Regions from separate parts of the Zea mays genome. Here region 1 is linked to region 2. Evidence: chromatin contacts called from public Hi-C data. All regions are on one chromosome and are shown on one strand. Each heading gives the region's core, a stretch centred on a gene start, on an enhancer-like site or on the middle of the called end of the contact. The rest is flanking DNA. Distances are from core to core; before and after follow the strand shown.

What was found. A called contact is a pair of places that touch in the nucleus more often than the background predicts.
Region 1: a Hi-C map of ear shows a contact between it and region 2, with 4 times the contacts expected there. The contact joins the promoter of LOC100273005 here to the promoter of LOC103643686 in region 2. A contact is called at or near these places in 6 of 25 Hi-C or Micro-C datasets (bundle sheath, ear, endosperm and 3 more).

The regions. Positions count from the first base shown.
Region 1 is chr1:256,451,334-256,458,481 of Zm-B73-REFERENCE-NAM-5.0, reverse strand. It overlaps LOC100273005 (expp1 protein), which reads right to left and starts at 3,761. Exons shown (of 3, transcript NM_001147455.1): 1 at 3,374-3,761; 2 at 1,751-1,858; 3 at 1,050-1,654. The coding sequence starts at 3,691. The coding sequence ends at 1,346.
Region 2 is chr1:256,245,755-256,252,050 of Zm-B73-REFERENCE-NAM-5.0, reverse strand. LOC103643686 reads right to left here and starts at 4,225. Exons shown (of 2, transcript XM_008666868.3): 1 at 3,714-4,225; 2 at 3,126-3,616. The coding sequence starts at 4,209. The coding sequence ends at 3,408. LOC103645459 (E3 ubiquitin-protein ligase EL5) reads left to right here and starts at 3,805. Exons shown (of 1, transcript XM_008668510.3): 1 at 3,805-5,463. The coding sequence starts at 4,834. The coding sequence ends at 5,289. LOC100191411 (chaperone DNA J2) reads left to right here. Exons shown (of 6, transcript NM_001136845.1): 1 at 1-334; 2 at 1,492-1,654; 3 at 1,746-1,890; 4 at 1,976-2,252; 5 at 2,342-2,540; 6 at 2,623-3,120. The coding sequence starts at 185. The coding sequence ends at 2,948.

The DNA of each region.
Region 1 (7,148 bases), core at 2,512-5,011, 210 kb before region 2:
GTCCGTACATGGGGATCGTGCAGGGGCACGTCCCTTGGAGAAATGCCGGTTAAAAAGCAGTCAACAACTGCTTACTTTTCGTAACAGCGCTGAGCAACACTTAATAATGGTAGCGCTCATACATGAGACATGAACTCAGCTACATGGCATAATTAGGATATGTGAGTCAGTACCCACGATATCATCAAAACCCACAAAAATACTAAATAATAAGGACTCAAGTAAGTCATATTTTCACACAAAAAAGCGTAAAGCTATCTCCAACATCCTTATACAGTGCAAAACAGTATTTCAAGTGACTGCTGAACAAAGTGTATCACGGATCACACAATCACCCTTGTAGTTTTGCCATACTTCGGGTATTCTGACTATGGATGGCTAGTTGGAGTACCTTAGCTATGTCTTGTTGGCCGCACCTTAGCTATACCTTGTTGGCTAGTTGGGGTATCTGACCAGCATCTACGGATAAAAAGTTAAAAACAGATAGAAACGGGATGAAAAAACATCTCTTTTGTTTCTGTTTTCATATTCTTTTAGGAAATAAGACCGGATTTGAAAACGTCGGGATCAGAAATAGAATCGGGATATGCAGACATACAAAAACAGATAAATATAGACAGAGAGCTACAAAATTAAATAAGAGTAATATGATTTAATATTCTCAAGTATGCATGTATAAATTGACATAATAATATATCCATATGACGATCGGTCTGATATTCATTTGCATATCATATATGTTACCATGCATACTTGGTGATTAGTAGTTATATTAGGGCAACTCCAAGAGATTTTTTGTGTCCTTTCTAATAATTATTAGCAATAGGTATTTTGGTAGAAAAAACTGCACTCTAACAGCTTTTCTAATTAGGTATATAAATATTGCTATTATCTACACTGTATTTCCTACCGGCCAAGATAGAAAGTGAGGATAATGGCTATCTAGATTGATCATACTATAGGAAATTGGTTAAATAACGTGGATGAAAAGACAGTCAAACTTAATCTAATAAGCCGATGAAGTTATTGACGAAGAAACGGACGAACATATTCAACGAACTTAATAGGCAGTCCATGTGATTTATAACATAATACCTGGTATATCAGCGACGATAAGCCGTGTCCTTTGGAAGCAAACATAGTCATCGGCAGGACAGTAGCTAGCTCATCACAAAATTCATAAATCTTGTTAGGCACTAAAACGACACCAACGGGCAATGGTACATACGGTTGAGCTGAGACAGGGTTAAAACTGGTCTGGAATCTGGATACAAGTACCAAAACAGGATTAATAATGATCGGGATGGGAGCAGGAGAGAATAAACAATGGCAGCACCAAAACAGCCTAGAAGATCTTGTTGAACTGGCCGCTCAGGGTGTCCTTGAGGTTGGAGTAGAGCCCGTAGAGGGAGTACTGCCTCAGGTTGGAGACCTCGTACCACGAGTTCAGAACCGACTCGTGCTTGTCCGTGCCAGAGAAAGCCAGCTGGATGCCGACGCTGCAGTCGACGGGCCCTTGGCTCTTGCAGCTCTGCGTCCTGATGGCGCATGTCTGTTTGCCGAGGCAGACGAAGTTCGACTTGCCGGAGCAAGCGCCACAGCCGTCCTTCTTCCAGTGCAAGTTTTGGAGTCTGCCTTTGTTGAACTCAAGTACCTACAGAAGAATCGTCAGGTCGCAATAAGATTCAGAACTTCTCTGTTGCGTGTTTAGATATGCTGGACATGATAGTGTGTTTGTCTCGAATCGTACCAGTGTGAAGCTGGACACTGTGACTGAGGTGTTGGATACAAATATCGGAATAGATCTAGCTGCATACTTCCTGCCGGCAAATGCTACCATGAATCCACCAGCTGAAGCCTACAAAATATGCGCATCTTTGGTGATATAATGACAGTGTTAACACTGGATGCATGCATTTAACCACGAATACAGACAGCATCTTTGGCGATATACTGGCAATGCCAACACTGGATCCATGGATTTAACCACGAATACAGACAGCAAAACAAAGGATACTTAGAGCTCACACGTGACAACCATGGCACCACGACAGTAAACTTGATGCATAAAGATGTAAAGTTCCTAGTGTTTATTTCTTTTTTAGGTCAATATAGAGAACCAAAAAAAACATTCTGAGGCATAGTGTTAAGCGGAGCATTTAAAGATCAAACATAACTAAAGGGAGGAAACCCTGGAAATTTATAGCTCAAGGGCTTAGGACTTAATACAAGTGTTACGAAGGCAGAAACCCCTACAAAATACCCCATGACATGTCGTCCACGAACATGAAATCTTTTATCTAATTAAGTTGTTGCTACAATTTACCTGTTCAGGTTAATTCATACCGCAACATTGTTATTTGTTGTTTCACAATACATCACTTAATGAATGGTAGTGCGCCTGCCATCTCTTTTACCAAGCCGATACTTTTTCTGGTTATTTGTTGTTTCACAATACATCACTTGCTTTGGACCTCATTGTACAGGACTTCCTAAAATAAATTATTCCCTGCTACTTAATGAATGGTAGTGCGCCTGCCATTTTATGCAAAAAGGTCTTAAAGAAACTCAAATCACAATCTACAGACGATCAGTGGCGGACCCAGGATTTTATGGCAGCCTAGGCTGTGAGCCAGTGCTGCGGTGCAGGCCTGCGGTAGCCTGAGCTTTGCATCCTTTTTTGAACTGGAGTCAAATACATGCTCCATACAGACGCGCGAGGCAGCCCAGGCCGTGGCCTGTGGTGCCTGTGTACTGCGTCCGCCTCTGCAGACGATGGTAAGCATATTGAGATAGCAGCTTACCCATACCCATACACATATTCAAACTACACTCTACAAACAGTGCAAAACAGTGTTTTGGCTGACCATGTCACCCATATGGTCACCAAAAACATTGTTTTACACTATTTTGCGTTGTACATTGCACTGTTTGTAGAGTGTAGTTTGAACATAGATGAGTATAGGTAAGCTGCTGGAGATAGTGTTAGGTGGCATCCAACAGTCTTACAATGCATGCTCCCCCAACAACATAAAACTAGCCCTTCTATCCTAGTGGACATTCACTGCTGCTGGAGCTGTGGATCAATATCTTGCATTGAATCAAATCACTGAGCAGAAACTCTGTTACTCCAAGGTAGCATCAGTTAGATGAACAATTTCTACAGAAAGCACCAGGATCATGCTAAACAGCCCTACTTCCAGTTAGAACAACAAATAAATGCTAATTAGCCCTACCTATGGCGTGGCAACCGAGACCTACTTCTACAAGCACGAAGAATGCAAACTCAGATGGAATTCGGATCCGCCCCAAACTTATTTATTCAAACAAGAAATTAGAAACTCAAAGCAGGTCAGGACTCAGGATCGCTTACTGGGTTGAATCCGGTAGTGGTGTTGATGGTGAGGAGGGAGATCTCGTCGACCTTGGGGCGGAAGACGGCGAGCTGCCCGGAGGCAGCGAGGTTGAGGCGGCGGTCGCAGGGGGAGAGCTGTGTGTTGCCGGAGAAGAAGGCGTTGTATCCGGCGAAGACCACCCCGAAGGTGAAGCCGTCCCCGCGCTGGATCCGTGCGTCACTGCACGGCTCGTAGACGCCGTTCGTGTCCCCCACCGCCAGCTGCGCGAGGCAGCAGGCGGCTACGGCGAGAGATATAGCAACGAGCAGCGGACGCGTCTCGTCGGCGGCTGCCATGGCGGTCGGCGGCGAGATTTTGCGGGGCGCTTTGGTGGTAAACGAACCGACCAAGCTGGCTCCAGTGAAGAACGACCGCAGTTTCTCAAGAGAGGAGGAGCCTGTTTGGTTCAGCTTTTTTCTGACCAGCTTTTCTGAGAATCTGGCTGTGGGAAAAATCTGGCTGTGTAGAGAATCTAAGTATCATTAGAATTATATGCGGAGGAAGATAAAAGTGTTCATAGGACTCAGGATCTAGAAAGTGACGGATTCCTACTATTACAACGACTCAACCGATTATGTGTTTACGTTGATTTTGAATGGTTTTTATCCAAATAAATTTTATAGAAGCTGACTGAAAAGCTGAGTGTTTGGCAGTCCGCAGCAGCTTTTGGTGGCCATAAGCTCCAAAAAGCTAAAACAAACAGGGGCGAGAGCTCGTGGTCGTGGCTAGTAGGTGACAGTGACAGCGAGTGGTGGGCCATCACTTGCGGTTGGGCGATGGGCCATTTCTGGGTCTTTGCGGGCCAAGACGGGCTGGGCTGTTTGATAAGCCTGTGGTTTCTGGTCTGGGCTTTTAGGAAACAGCTCAGAAACCAGGACTGTCTGTCTCAAGGGTTTAAATCCACAGCTTCCTCCAAAAACTATCAAAGACTGTAGGCGAAGCTGAAATATATTTTACTTTGTGGCTTTATAAAAATATAAATAATATTAAATTTGTTATGTACAAAAATAGCTAAGGGAACTTTGTGGTGAAGGTGGCTGAAACTTGAAAGTTGTTGCCTTGGTCACTGTCTTTAGTTGGTGAGCGGCTGTGACAACAACTGGAAGCGGTGACAGTGAATCCTCAGCTAATCCACCACCAACCCACACGTCCAAAACACGAACTCTCGAATTGCGCCAACAGAGAAAATGAATCAAATTAATTACCACTCACGCGCCCAACGAATACTGAAATTAGTCCTCAGCTTCCACTCTCTTTCCTTGTACTGTAGCTTTGTGTTTCCATTAGTACAATTATATACGGCAAAGATGAAGAATCAAATCAACTAAACACAATTCATTTCCCCAGAAAACAACATAATTCATCCAGATTGAAGCTCCTCCTTGTGAACAGAGCACCTATTTGTGCTTGTGAATTTGAGAGCAAACATGATAGATATGAAAGTACAGAGATTCTAGCGACCCGACGCATGCACAGCATTGAAAATGACTTGATAAAGCGAGCATTGATTAGAGGACAGCTTGCTAATTGCTGCACCCAAGTTTTATAAAAATAAAACCGTGTCTATCTGGCTTGATGTTGATTCAAATTCAATTGTATTTGTTCATCCTTGTACCCACGCCAACCTCACGTTCGTGTCCATAACTCAGCCATGGCGAAGCTCACCCTCGCTAACTCATCCCTCGCACAGGAGCATTGCAAACAGTCTAAGCATAGCTTGTTTCTAATTACCAGAAAGATTGTCAAAATACATAAAAACTAGCGAAAATTTTGTAGGCACACAGATACAACGATTCAACAAAAGCATTAAAAATGGCTCGTCCAATATTTGATTATGCACCTCTTGGGAAGCAAGCTGATACAAAACAAATAATTCAGTAGCCAAAGAAGTTTCTTTCCCACCGGGGTGAGAGCAACTCCAACAAGTACCAATAATATATCTCCCGAAACATTAGACATTAGGATCGCCTTAAAAGTATTAAATCCAATAAAAAAATAGTGCTCTAACAGCTCCATATATTTTTCCTAAAACCCTCCAAGCAGGTCCTAAGATGGTGGCACTGTTCATAGGTCCGGCCGTGTCACTTGCTCCTTGCTCTCCCCAGCTGCACCATCGCTTATTCGCTTTCACAAAACTATTTGATTTTGTCCCTAATAGCTCCCACTCTAAGCGGTTAACTATCATCAGTCCTAGGAAAAGAAGCAAAGCAAAGCAAAAGCGAGAGAGATAGAGAGAATTAGAGAAACAATTCAAATAGAAAGCGAAGAGATGACGACCATGTTCCTGTCGCCAGGGAGGGCAGTGATGGCGCTGGGCCACGGTGGCCACCGGCAGTATTCATCCGAACTGCAGATTCTGTCGTGACTGTTTGGCTGGGGGACGCCGCCGCCTCATGTTCGTACTACGCGCGCGATAAGAAGAGCGGGGGAGATGGGAAGAAGCGCCAAATCGGCAAAAGACGCGGGAACGGGAAAACGACGAGTGATTGGGAGCCTAACAGTCAAAGCTTTTGGAAGAACGGATGAGAGTCCGTTGGATGTTGGATTTTACTTTTTGTCCAAAAAAATAATTGGGACCACATTTTAAGAAATTGTTGGAGATGCTCTCAGATGTTATTGGGACAGGACAAAGACGGTTCTGGTGGTGAGATGGGTGGGGCTCAAGCCTCCCACTCCAAAACACCTAAAATTTAAAATGTACCTAGTATAATCATATTATGTATTTGTATTTTATGTTTTTATCGTTTATTGTTGTTTTAATATAATACTACTTTAAACAATTATATATATATATATATATATCTTTTGTCAGTGATTTAGTAAGATTATATTACTCTAACGGTTTAGTTTAGTCCCTTCTAAACCATCTCTAACCATATGTTTGGTTGCTGCACGGTGGTAGCCTGAACCGTATATTATAAATCATGCTCCTTATATATAGACAAGATCTGTGCATAAGGTTTTATCTAGAAAAACAACTTTAAAAGTATTCTTGTTTTGTGGCAGCGCCTGCACACACGGAGATGCCTTTTGGCTGCGTCCCCGTGGAGCCTGGCCGCGCCTCTCGTTTTCCGTCCATGCAGCTTTTAGGTGACGGAAAGCCAATCAAATAACACTTGTTTTGATGATCCGCATAACGCAGATACGGACCGTGCGGGTGCACGCCTGCGCACTCCCAACCAAACAGACGGTAACAGTTCATTTCACATTTCAAACTTCGCTCTATATCTACACCATGTACACGATCTCTGGCCATAGCCTAACGAAGCGGCATTGGACGAAAACCACCGGTGGCAGACCATGCAGGCACTTCGTGCTTCACGAGGTAGATATAGACATATTTCCTTCTTGTGCCACTCTTAATTATAAAATTACGAAATGGCAACGTTGAAATGCTGAAGAATGTAGCTGATCAGATAAGGCACAGTACAATAGAGAAGGCCTAGGGATCTCAGTGCTCAACTGATCAGACTGAAACTTTCGGCAAAGATTGATCTACGTTCTGCGAGGCATCTTATTCTTGCTGATAATTGCGGCATAAAAATAAAATGACAGCAGCGAATGTTCTGTTATAGACCTTTTCGATTATTTAATGAGAAAATTACTGTTAACCAGACTAGATGTTAACATCAACCGTTCTGAGGGAACAGAATCATCAGATTTTTTTTTTAAAAAAAAAACAAAGAGCAACCAGAACCATATCTTGTGTTCCTGACACGCCGCCTTCCTCCCCTCTGCTCTTAATCCATCCAC
Region 2 (6,296 bases), core at 2,976-5,475:
GTATCGGCAGTGGCAAACCCTCTTCGCTTCTAACTCCGCTGGGCCACCAGCTTTGACCGCCGCCTCCCTTCCCCTCCGCTACTGCTCCTCCCCACCCCACTCCCCCGCAGGAGCGGCGGCGGCGGCGGCGAGGTCGTACCCCACATCGGCGAGCGGCGGCGGCACCGCCGGAGGCAAAGGCAAGATGTTCGGGCGCGCGCCGAAGAAGAGCGACAACACCAAGTACTACGAGATCCTCGGGGTGCCCAAGTCGGCGTCCCAGGACGATCTCAAGAAGGCCTACCGCAAGGCTGCTATCAAGAACCACCCCGACAAGGGCGGTGACCCCGAGAAGGTCCGGACCACCCCCTCTCCCCTCTTGCGATCTGGCCTTGATCCGATCTGGCGTGATCCGTTGCGGTAGATCGAGGTTCTCGGCAGCCTTCGCGTCTGGTAGATTTACCTCAGGAAGGGTTGCATGTTGGTCTTGATGTTTAGGTTTGGATTCCTCGTCCTCGGTAGATTCGTTGATGCTTCTGTAGGTAACAAGCCGCGATTGGTAGTTCCTGTTGCATGCGCTGGTTTGTGGTGGTCGATTCGCGGTCATGTGTACCATGATTGCGACCTTAGTTGCGTAGGGGATTCGCGAGAACCATCTCCGTGTGCTTGCTGCGGTCAGAATCCTAAGCAGGTGAAACCGAACAGTTTTTTAGCTTGCATGCCATGTGCGGTTCTCGCGGTCATGTGTTATGAACTTGTGATTCACCTCGCACATGTATATTGGCTAGTATTTCTTTTTCGATGACAGGCAACGACGCAACGTCGCAGCTGGCTCAGGTGCAAACATTTGTAGTTGGGGGTTTTCATCGATTTTTTAGTAGTGCCTGCATTGTTCATTTTGTGCTGCAGGTTGCTCAGTTACATGGTAACCAAGATGCATGGTGGTTATAATTCATTTCTCCAGATATTTATTACTCTAATGGTTGTGTTATATAATCATGGCCTCATGGGAAGCCTATCCTTGTCACCTTGTTTCAGCAAGGTATCTGTGGTCATCCAGGAGCTGTTCAATATCTGTTTGCTTTACCTTGATTGCCCTTTTGTATGTTCCTAGGCTTTTTCTGTCTGTTATGTAGCATATTGTGTGTTTTCTTATCTTGTGAAGCTTAGAAGGTTTGCTTGTTTGGTATAATCACCTGGAGATCATTGGCTGTATTCCTTTTGTATTAAAACTCGTGTTTTTTTTTTTGCAGATGTTACATGTGTTTCCACCACATTATTTGAGCCAGTAATATTGTTTTTGCAGGCTATATGATTGTTCTATTTCTTGCTTATTTTGTATACCATAATAGTGCTGCTATATACAATGATGATTTTGTTTAATAAAAAAACATATATAGAAGTGACGGATGTAAAGATATATGTTCTCTTCAACTAGTTCAGTCTGTCAGCTAAATTTCTTTTTTGATTCATGATTTGTAGAGTAAAATCTTTATTTTTAATTTATTTCAGTTCAAGGAGCTCGCACAAGCCTATGAGGTTTTGAGTGATCCAGAGAAACGTGAGATTTATGATCAGTATGGTGAAGATGCCCTTAAGGAAGGAATGGGCGGTGGAGGATCCCATGTTGATCCATTTGACATCTTCTCATCATTTTTTGGACCCTCTTTTGGAGGTATTGTACCCATATTCATTTGTGACTGTTTTTTTGGTACGCTCCTTTATCAAATGTGATAATGACTGGCTTTTATTTGTTTTATTTGCAGGAGGTGGTGGAAGCAGCAGGGGAAGAAGGCAAAGGAGGGGAGAAGATGTAGTTCACCCACTTAAAGTTTCTCTGGAAGATCTTTACAATGGCACCTCAAAGAAGCTCTCTCTTTCGCGCAATGTCATCTGCTCCAAGTGCAAGGGGTTAGTTTTGTTTGCCCTTACCAGTTAATCGAATCATTTTATTTTAAAATAACTTTGGTTGAGCGTTCTTTTGTCTTTTTTTCAGCAAGGGCTCGAAGTCTGGTGCCTCAATGAGGTGCCCTGGTTGCCAGGGCTCAGGCATGAAAGTCACTATTCGTCAGCTGGGCCCTTCCATGATACAGCAGATGCAGCAGCCTTGCAATGAGTGCAAGGGGACTGGAGAGAGCATCAATGAGAAGGACCGCTGTCCAGGGTGCAAGGGTGAGAAGGTCATTCAAGAGAAGAAGGTTCTTGAGGTTCATGTTGAGAAGGGGATGCAACACAACCAGAAGATCACCTTCCCTGGTGAAGCTGATGAAGCGGTATGCTTGTTTAAGCATCGGTGTGATAAGATGTAGAGGTTACTTTTTTATGATTTGAAAATTATTCTGATGTGTTATGTTACTCGCAGCCTGATACTGTCACTGGAGACATTGTATTCGTCCTCCAGCAGAAGGATCACTCCAAATTCAAAAGAAAGGGTGAAGATCTCTTCTATGAGCACACCTTGTCTCTGACCGAAGCACTATGTGGGTTCCAATTTGTTCTTACACATCTGGACAACAGGCAGCTTCTCATCAAATCAGACCCTGGTGAAGTTGTTAAACCTGGTAAGCCCCCTTTTTTTCTTATAGATCTCAATTCTCACTTCTGCAACTGTATTTGTAATCCTTGTCTGCTAAATTTGAGCAGACCAATTCAAGGCGATTAATGATGAGGGGATGCCAATTTACCAGAGGCCTTTCATGAAGGGGAAGCTGTACATCCATTTCACGGTGGAGTTCCCTGACTCGTTGGCACCAGAGCAGTGCAAGGCTCTCGAGACAGTACTTCCACCAAGGCCTTCATCCAAGCTGACAGACATGGAGATAGATGAATGCGAGGAGACGACTATGCATGATGTGAACAACATCGAGGAAGAGATGCGCAGGAAGCAAGCTCACGCTGCCCAGGAGGCGTACGAGGAGGACGACGAGATGCCGGGCGGAGCCCAGAGAGTGCAGTGCGCGCAACAGTAAGCAGACTATCATCAAGGCAATTGGGAGGGGTGGTGCCCTTAAAGCATGGGAGTGATCTCTGGTTTTGCTGTCGCCGAGCTGGGAAATAGGAAGCTGAATCGACCTCGCAAGCGGGGAATGTATCCTTTTTTGCTGCAACATAAAAAATGCTACCCAGGCATAGCTGGGTACCTTTTAACTTCTGTTTGTGGGATTTGCTAGAGTGATGGTTTCGATATATAGGGGGACTTGAATGTCTGGAATGCTACGGTATAACGCACATTTGGGTGCAATGTCTGTTGCATTGCTGTCTGAATGACATCGTTGGTACATTTATTTTCATGTAACGCCTGTAGTTTGCTAATCAACAAGCTTGGAATGGCCTGATTGATGATGCCTGATAATTTGTCCTTTACAGGTTATAAAGGTGCTGCTAAGAAACAATAGTCATTTGTGGAGCGTAACATAACGGTGAGCAGTCTAGCCTTGTTGGATCGTGACATGGAACTTGAGGCCAAGTTTGCAGTAGTTGCCGACGCTGCAGACGTAGTAGCGCACGCCTTTATAGTCGAGCGGGACGACGGCGGGCGGGACGCGGAAGTTGTTGTAGGGGTCGTCGGTGGTGCAGTCCTCGTACTCCCTCCTGGACACCTGCACCACGTCGTAGAACCCAATCTGGAACCTGAAAACTGAACGGGGAGCCGGTGGCGGCATCACTAGAGAGTGCTGTTGTATCGTAAGCATCATCGACTCGGCAGACGGCAGCCAATGCAAGAGAACGCTCACCGAGGTTGTCGCCGGCGTAGAACGTCCTGTTGTTCGACCAGGCCATGTACAGGTCGTCGCGCAGCGGGATGGACCACATCGAGCCCCCGACGACGTGGTCTGTCGCCACCGTGGCCAGCGGCACGTGGACGGTGAGAAGGACGACGGCGGTTAGGAGCGTGGCCATGGCCGCCGCGCCGAGCGTCCCCATCCTGGATGCCCACCGCTGTTGGGTATGGCAGAATAGAATACGCGAAACGGAAGAGAAGAGAAGGAAACCGCTGTTTGTTGGGACACCAAGGAGAAGGGGACGTTGCTCCGGAGCGGTTATTACTGGCAATACACACCCGTTGCTAAGCGCTAACCATTCGTGCCACTGAATATCTGCAACTATTCTGTATGTTGACCTACCTCTACCTGTGACTGACAATGATTGTCCGGTAATCAGTCCACAAGCTGTGGCCATCGTTGTCGTAGGAGATGCAGGCGAAAGTGCCCAAGGGCCAGGTGGTTCCATTTCTGAATTCCAGTCCCCGTTTTCTCGAGGGAAGTACGGTGCAGTTTCACTCGCAAGGTCGCCAGGAAGATGTCCATACAACACTCATCGCACAATGGATGGCCCACCACTCCACTCAAATAGTCGAGCTTGCCCTTTGTCTTGGTCAGTTTCCTCAGGCCCCAGCCCCCAGCCGACCTCCGTACATGTCCAGGGGGCAGGGCCGGTTCTGCTGCATGAGATACACGGTGGATCCGGACATGGGACTTCTCAAGGTTTCGCGGAATCATCCAACGACCGCACAAAACGCCGGCAGCCGCGACACATTCTAGAGAACGGGAAGGCCCTGCACTGCGGTCGGCACTGCCGTGTGGAGGTGAAGAAGCAAAAGCAAAAGGCGCGGCGATGGAAAGGCCCTCCGAATTACCCAGGTTTTGACGTTAATACAACTGCCGCGCAGCAAGAAAAAAAAAAGGAGGAAGTAACTTTCTTGGAACAACAACACCCATCGCTCTCTCCACTCTTTCCCAGTCTCCCCGGTGAGACGAGCAGAGCTAACTATATATACCACCAGCAGTAAGAACAAGAACAAGAACGCGCCGAGCTTGCCAAGAAAGTCAACACGCGCCCTCCGCGACTGCCAGCATGAGCCTCGACACCACCTCCGCGATCGCGGTCGCCGCGGCGGCCGCCCTCGCGGCGCTCATCGTGGCCATCGTCGCCGCGGCGTCCGCGGGCGCATGCGGCGGACCGCCGGGCGGCGCAGCCGCGGTGCACGACGTCGAGCGCGCGCTCGGGGACGCCACGCTCATGACGTACGAGCAGGCGCGGGCGGCCGCCCGGAAGAGCGCGGCCGCGGACGAGGAGGCCCCGCGCTGCGCGCTCTGCCTGTCGGAGTTCGCCGGCGGCAGGGCGGGCGAGCTCGTGCGGGTGGTCTCGGCGTGCGGCCACTTCTTCCACGCGGAGTGCGGCGTCGACGCCTGGCTCAGGGCGCGCGGGACGTGCCCGCTCTGCCGGGCCGAGGTGTGGGCGACACTGCCGCGCCCCGAGTGCCCGCCGTTGCCGGCGCGATCCGGCGGCGCCACTGTGGGCTCGCGTTAGTGAGACAGTAGTGTGTGTGCTACACAGTGGGATCTTACACTGTATGTTTGGTTACTCGCACCGTCTTATGTTGGACCACCGTATGCGTTGACTCTCTCTGAGCTGATGTTTAGTTGGCTGTACAAGAGGGACGCAGCCTGCATGAGCGGATACAAAATAAGCCATTTCATAGCTATTTAGTTGCATCCACTCGTACGCAGAAAAATACAGTATTAGGTCAGACAGGGTCACCCGAGCCTGCTTGTCCGGATACAGACATCCAATCAGGCCAATAGAGTATTCTTTGGCACATTATTTCAGAGGCAAAAGTTCCTCTCTGTCCTCCTCCCTCATCTTCTGTATCGACTTGGTGACAACAAAAAAATCGGCAGTACTACTACTGCGCAATCCTAAAAGACTTTACCCCTACGTTCAAGCACTTAGGACAATTAGTGTGTGATCAAATTATTTTATTATAGTCAAACTTACAACATCATATCATATACATGTATCTATTAACGTAAAAATATAACATCACTTACTCAATTGACTATTTAGCATCACTTACCTAAGCTTTTTAGATATAAAAGTGGAGACACTTTTCATCTAAAAAAGGAAACATCAGATCTCATAGTCGCATGTGGTGCAAGGACATGGATGTTTTGGACGACAATAGGCAAAAATCATATAAAAAACATGACCTTAAATTTTCCATTTATATTACCCACTTTACTGTTATGAAAGATAACAACCCACTAAAGATGTGTTTGATTTCTAGTGACTAATTTTTAGTCAATCTATTTTATTCTATTTTAGTCCCTAATTTTAAATACAGAAACTAAAATAGAGCTTTAGTTTGCATATTTAACAATTTAGTGAAAAACGAAATAAAATATAATTAGTCCATATAAACTAAACATTTATTTGAGAGGCGGAAAAATCACCCCCTTCTCTATTTTTTTTGTCTCTCAATTCTCGTGTCGGCTCTTTTGCTCCTTGTTGGATTCTGGGCTTATGGCAATGGCCGA